Regions from separate parts of the Mus musculus genome. Here region 1 is linked to region 2. The links are chromatin contacts, called in public Hi-C maps. All regions are on one chromosome and are shown on one strand. Each heading gives the region's core, a stretch centred on a gene start, on an enhancer-like site or on the middle of the called end of the contact. The rest is flanking DNA. Distances are from core to core; before and after follow the strand shown. Region 1 overlaps B230217O12Rik (RIKEN cDNA B230217O12 gene). Region 2 has its middle 28 kb from the start of Ablim1.

The links. Hi-C and Micro-C count contacts between places; a contact is called where the count stands out from the background.
Region 1: a Hi-C map of B cells shows a contact between it and region 2, with 2.5 times the contacts expected there. The contact joins two enhancer-like sites. A contact is called at or near these places in 2 of 484 Hi-C or Micro-C datasets (B cells and the N1E-115 cell line) and 1 of 9 other capture datasets (adipose tissue).

Annotation. Positions count from the first base shown.
Region 1 is chr19:57,342,090-57,345,320 of GRCm38.p6, forward strand. The region is part of intron 1 of B230217O12Rik (RIKEN cDNA B230217O12 gene); the gene reads right to left. Among named protein-coding and RNA genes, the nearest start is that of B230217O12Rik, 17 kb to the right of the region's middle. Within about 2 kb of position 1,957, at least 64 of the 459 cell types and tissues checked have an H3K27ac peak or open chromatin away from gene starts, as enhancers often do. A contact at or near this core is called in B cells, where this site is marked.
Region 2 is chr19:57,242,297-57,245,492 of GRCm38.p6, forward strand. It overlaps a transcript of Ablim1 not described here. Among named protein-coding and RNA genes, the nearest start is that of Ablim1, 28 kb to the left of the region's middle. Within about 2 kb of position 1,440, at least 47 of the 459 cell types and tissues checked have an H3K27ac peak or open chromatin away from gene starts, as enhancers often do. A contact at or near this core is called in B cells, where this site is marked.

The DNA of each region.
Region 1 (3,231 bases), core at 707-3,206, 100 kb after region 2:
AACGGGTGACCAAATGCCTGAAGCTGTGGGGGACATTTCTCATTCAAATCACCACACACACTGAGTCCAATCAGTACTTCCCGTATGGTCATCATTGTAGAGTCATCTATTGCCAACCTCTGTACCCTGTGGGTACTAAGATAAGCATCTTAAAGGCAGTCTGCTTCCAGCTGTGTTCTTAAGGCAGGACAAGCTACTGAGGTATAATTGCACGGTTGCTTTAACACCTGAGATCCAAGTTAGAAGTCAAAGGGTCACAGGAGCTGGAGACCTTTCTCTGGCATAACGATCGTCCTCATACAAATTGCAGACGCTATGACATAGAAACCGGAGCCACAAAGTGCCTTTTTGGCAATCTGCCTTTCACTGAATACTGCGTTTAGAAAGATCACAGGCAGAAATGCAGACACTAGACCCAATCATTGATTCACTGCCCAGGAAGGTCAGAACCTAACTGAAGAATGTTAAAGGCCTAGTAAGTACCTGGCTACATGAACCCATTCCAGCCCGGCGGTGAGTAAAAAGCTAAGTAGAACTGCTTTTCTGGTTTTACCGGTGAGCGACTACACACATTGCGTTAATCCGAATCCTTTAGAAATGCTTACGTGTGACTCTGGTGGGGGCACAGAAAAGACTTATACTTCCAGGTCGCCCTCTGTATTCCTGGAGGAAGCATGGAACAGCAATTTCTTTTCTTTGCCTATGAAAAAAGCAGAACCTGCTAAACGCATGAAACTCAAGAAGAACGAAGACCAAAGTGTGGACACTTTGCCCCTTCTTAGAATTGGGAACAAAACACCCATGGAAGGAGTTACAGAGACAAAATTTGGAGCTGTGATGAAAGGATAGACCATCTAGTGATTGCCATATCCAGGGATCCATCCCATAATCAGCTTCCAAACGCTGACACCATTGCATACACTAGCAAGATTTTGCTGAAAGGACCCAGATGTAGCTGTCTTGTGAGACTATGCTGGGGCCTAGCAAACACAGAAGTGGATGCTCACAGTCAGCTATTGGATGGATCACACGGCCCCCAATGGAGGAGCTAGAGAAAGTACCCAAGGAGCTAAAGGGATCTGCAATTCTATAGGTGGAACAACAATATGAACTAACCAGTACCCCGGAGCTCTTGTCTCTAGCTGCATATGTATCAAAAGATGGCCATCACTGGAAAGAGAGGCCCTTTGGATATACACTGGGACAAGGTGTGTTTTAACAGAACATTGAGAGTTAGGAACCCACTTCAAACTGACTGCTAATCAGCCTTGTGGTTTTGCATAAATGACGACAACTCTTATTTATCCATTGCTGCGTAACAAGTTGCTCCAAATGTAACAGATTAGGACAAGCAGTGTGTATAATCTCCCGATTTCTGTAGGTTGGCTCAGCTGCATCTAAGTTGGTCTCCTCAGGGAGTCTCAAGAGATGCCAAAGGAGCCATGAGATAGCATTCTGTCATCTGAAGGCTGGTTTGGGCTGGAGACTACTGCTAAGGTCCCTCACAAACCCATCAAGAACTTCAGTTCCTTACCCTAGGGGCCTGTCCTTAGACTGCCTTAAGCTGTGGCAGCTGTCTTCTCCCAAAACTGATAACAGAACAACCAGATAGAGCCTGCAACAGCATAGTCCAGTCTTACATGCAATATAGCATCGGTTCTGTTGTGTTCTACCTTCCACAAGCAGATCCTGGTACCCTGTGGGAAGATTGTGAGCATCTGCAGGCAGGGAGCATTGAGGACATCTCAGGGGTTAGCTAATGTCCTTTCTTCCTCAGTTTTCTCTGCTGCAGAGTGAAGTCTGAGTCACGTGACCTTTCTGGTTGGTGCCCTCTCACCCTCCCCCCCGCCATGCCACCACTAGACTCACCTTCCTGCTCTCCTGTAAAGATCCCTATGACTTTTGCCTTTGAGCCCTTTGACTGTACCAACCACAGCCCCCTAAACACTGCCATTTATACACTTCCTGGCCACATCCTTCCGCTAGCTCCCTGACATCCACCTGGCCTACAGCTGCCCTCAGTCCACGTCTATCCTGCCAAGTGCTTCAGAGTCCTTGTGGTCGGTCCTTCCTGCCCCAAAGCTTTCTGTTCCTGACTTCTCTGTCTCTGCCTATTTGCTCCACCTCAGCCCCTGAATTGCTCACCACCAAAATTACTTAACTTTATTAGAGGAAACTCAGTCTCTTGTGCTATCATAAGAACCCTCTGTTCTTCCAATTCTCCGATCAAGTCATCCCAAGAGATGGGTCACCTTGTCGGGATGTCTAGAACACCGTCCCACCGATTTTTTTGTCACGTCCCTCCAGTCTTTACTTTATTTGCACTTCAAATCAGATTTTGTGTGTTTGCATGCATGCATGTGTGTGTGTGCATGTGCTCATGTGTGTGTGTGTTTCTGTGTGTGTATATATATGTGAGTGCATGAATGTGTACATGTGAGTGTGGATGTGTGTGTGCATGTGATCACGTATGTGAATATACTCATGTATATGTGAGCTTCTGTGTGTGTGTGCGTGTGTGTAGGTCAGAGGTCATCCTTGAGGAACTTAAGTCATTCTCAGCCACTGCTTTTGAGGCAGGCAGGCCTCTCACATTGCCTGGGAACCTGCTGCAGTTAGTCTAGCTACAGTGAACTTCAGTGATCCAGTTATTCCCACCTGTCTCCCTCTGCAGCACTGGGATTGTGTGTGACGTCATTGTGCCCAGCTTTTGATGCAGGTCCAGCCCAGGCCTCACTCTTACACTGCCAGCCTTTGAGGACTGAGCCAGCTCCCCAGTCCTCCACCCTCAGATTAGATTTTCAGAGGCCATTGCTTTGGCAGGTCACTGCCTGAACAGTGGCTTAAAAAAAACCCTCACTCTCATGGACAGATTTCAAGTGGCAGGCTTGTGCTTTCTGTTACAGACAAGCAGGTACAGTACTGAAGGCCACTGAAGAAAGTCCCACAACAGTATGGCATGGTCACATGGTCACCTACTTTACTTCTTGTTGAGGTAAAATTCACATGACAAAATGGCTGTTGGAAAGCGAACCAGACTGTGGTGTCAATTCTTGCTCAAAATTACGTAGCTATCATCTCTGTCTGGTTCTGTCCTTCCCCTGTTAGCCTGAATGTCTAGTTGGATATGTTCTCCTCAGCATTGAGTTTATCTGTCATCAACAAGTCAAATACAGAGTAATTACTAGTATTAATTTATATCAGTGTTCAGTTTGGGAATACAGCTCAGTG
Region 2 (3,196 bases), core at 190-2,689:
AATGAACCTGTGTTCTAATGATGTCCTGCCCTAAGCCCTGGCGACTAGCCGCAGCTGGAGCTCAGCTGTGAGGCCTGAAGAGATGGGTTTAGAGGGTTAAAAGGACCATGCAGTTTACCCCACACCTCAACAGGGAGCTGAAACCAGAAGAGTCTGTGGCACCACCTGTCTCTCCACTACTGGACCTGTGTCTGTCCACCACGGTTCTGAGGCTGGACCATACGTTTTATGGACTTTACTAAGATGTCAGCTCCTATTGTATATTCTCTACGTATCTCGGCTTCACAAACCGTAAATTGAATTGTGTCAGTTTTATTCTGAAATTACATTTGCTGAGGGCTTATAGAAAGATATTTGCCCTCCCTCTCTCCTTCCCTATCTCCTTCCCTTCCTCTGTTCAGTTGAGGACAGAACGCAGAGCCTTGTTCATGCTCCCCTCATGTTCCGTTCTGCCTGCCCACCGCACTCCAGCCCATGCTCCGAAGCAGGAACCATCATTGCCTCCACTATAGAGCCGAGGCAAGAAGCTAAAGAATAGCCCAATGTCACACCAAACAAGGGTTTAGATATCAGATAGTTACCCAAGTGGTGGTGACACACGCCTTTAATCCCAGCAGTTGGGAGGCAGAAGTTCTGAGCGAATTTCTGAGTTCGAGACCAGTCTGGTCTACAAAGTGAGTTCCAGGACAGCCAGGGCTACACAGAGAAACCCTGTCTCGAAACACCTCCCTCCCCCACCAAAAAAAAAAAAAAAAAAAAAAAAAAAAAAAGTCAGAGAGTTTGCTTTACGAACTGAAGATCATTGCCAATGTCCTTTTAACAGAGGAAGAAAGTAAACCTACAAGAAAAAGTTAAAATTTCCAAGGTCACTGCTGAGGCAGATAAGTAGGGACTGGAACTTGGGTCTGTAGGGCTTGAATACTGCCATAGTGAGATGTGAGAATCGATGTCACACCCACATCTTGAGCTTCTCTATAGCCACACCCACATCTCAAGCTTCTTTATAGCCACGCCCACATCTCAAACTTTTCTATAAAGTTCTGCTGACGGAACAAGTGCAGACAACCAATCACTGTCCGTGCCCACGAATGCAACTGCATGAATTTTGTGTACAGAGACTACCCACAGAGTGCGCTTGGCAGTGGTCACATGACGTGCTTGACCCACGCCCCGCCCCTATTTTTCTCTAGCACTGGGTTTTCCACGACTTGGAAAACCTGGCTCCTCCCCTTTGCAACAGTATCTTTTTGCCGTGGTAGAGAGAAATAAAAGCGTTCTGTTTTTCTTGTAAAAAGAAATAGACATTTCTCTTTAGTGTCATCTGTCATAAAAAAATAAAAAATGAAGAAGCACTGCAGTCCCAGAGCATGGGAAGGTTATAAGGAAAAGAATACATTACTGCCCCATGGTGAGATCTCACTTGTTGAGTAAATCAGCATGACTCGCTTACAGTGTGTGTGTTTTATAACTTGTACATAAGTTTCATTTTCATTTGCCTCATGAGTTACACATGACGACAGCAATGGCAAAATTCTCCGGTTGAGGCTCCTCCCTGGGGAATGCAGGGGTGCTCCTGGCGTTGTGCCCAGCGCGCTGATTGGCGCGTTACAGTTGCTCTGCTACTGACAGGTAGGGAACCTTCTCTGTGGAAGTTGTGCTCAGAGTGAATAAGAAGAAAAGGTGTTCTGTGTTATAATAAAATAGAATGTTTTCCCCGAGCCAGAAACTCCAGCGCAACTCACCAGGATATGTTTGGGGACCTGAAGTTTAATATTCTGCATTTCCCTGTCTGACAACTCACTGACTAGTGAGTCTCAACATCCAGTCTCTAGAGAGAGACTTTTACTTAGGGTCTCACGCACACTAATTACCAAATGTTTCCACTCTGCTCCTTCCAATGATCTTCCACATCCCCCCAAAAGCAAAAAGACTTTAAAAAAAGTTAACCCCCCCAAAAAAACCACAAACCAAACAACAACAAAAGCCTGTTATTAATTTTAAGCCTTTCAAAAAAGCCCAAACTGAAGTAGCCTTGTGGAGGTTTTCAGGGAACCTAATAACCTTGACCCACAAGAACAAAATTATATTTAGTACTATTTGCAAACCATGGTCACATGATACCCTGCTTTATGCCCTCGAGCACAAAGCTAGGCTGGAGGGAGCCAGAGGGAGGCTTTCTACTGCTAAAGCCGAGGGCTTGATGGATAAGCTCCTGAGACGCCATCCTGAACACTGCAGGTCTAGGCTTCCCCCAGCATCTGCCTGAGAAATGTCAGCTCTCCTGCGTTATCTTTTGGGTCTCCAGACAAGTCTTCATTTGAAGAAAGGGCTCGTAAACACACAACAAATCACGTCCACCTCGTCCAATCCATCTATTTTACAAAAAAAGGAAAATGATCGCCAATGAGAATGGAGCCAGGTTCCGCAGCGCTGGATCAAATCACGGTTTCCCAAGCCCCAGGCTCTGAGCACCATCTACCAAAGTCTGAGCTTTTCCCAAATTACCAGGTGCAAAACCTCTAGCTGGCGCATCTTCTATCCCATCATGCACTGCAGCAACACCTACCAAAGTACAACCTTTTTTTTCAAATTACCAGGTAAAAGCCTCTGGCAGACATGCCTTCCATCCTACCCATCATGCACTGCAGCTCGGGGTATGCATGACAGAGACGGTTGTTACTATTATTAGCATCATAATTTTTTTTAAGTACTAGACAAAGAGGCTAGAGATAGAGTTAGCTAGAGCCATGATGACTCCGCACAAGAAATGTTCTACAGTTTAATGAAAATCACAACAGCAAATCATATTCGGTTGATAAAAGTTGAATTTACACTTAGGAAGCAGGTGAAAGGCTGTGGGTCCGCCCAAGGATCTGTCTGCTTTCTGTAACTGGTACTTTTATAGGCCTCTTTCTTAAAGTTTTGTTATGTAGTCAACCACAGCTGAATGGCCCGTGTGAGGTCCAGCCCCAAGTACCACGCAGAGATTGTCCCCAGTTACTTACTTTCTCAGAGATTGTCCCCAGTTACTTACTTTCTCCTGTTGGTCTGCTAGACTGTCTTTGGGCATACCTAGGGCGGCTGTTTAATTGTTGATTGATGTGAGAGGTCCAGCCCACTGTGGGTGGTACCATCCCTAGACAACTGGTTCTGAATCGTTTGCACCAGCCCACTGGTCATCCATCAGCATCCTCCA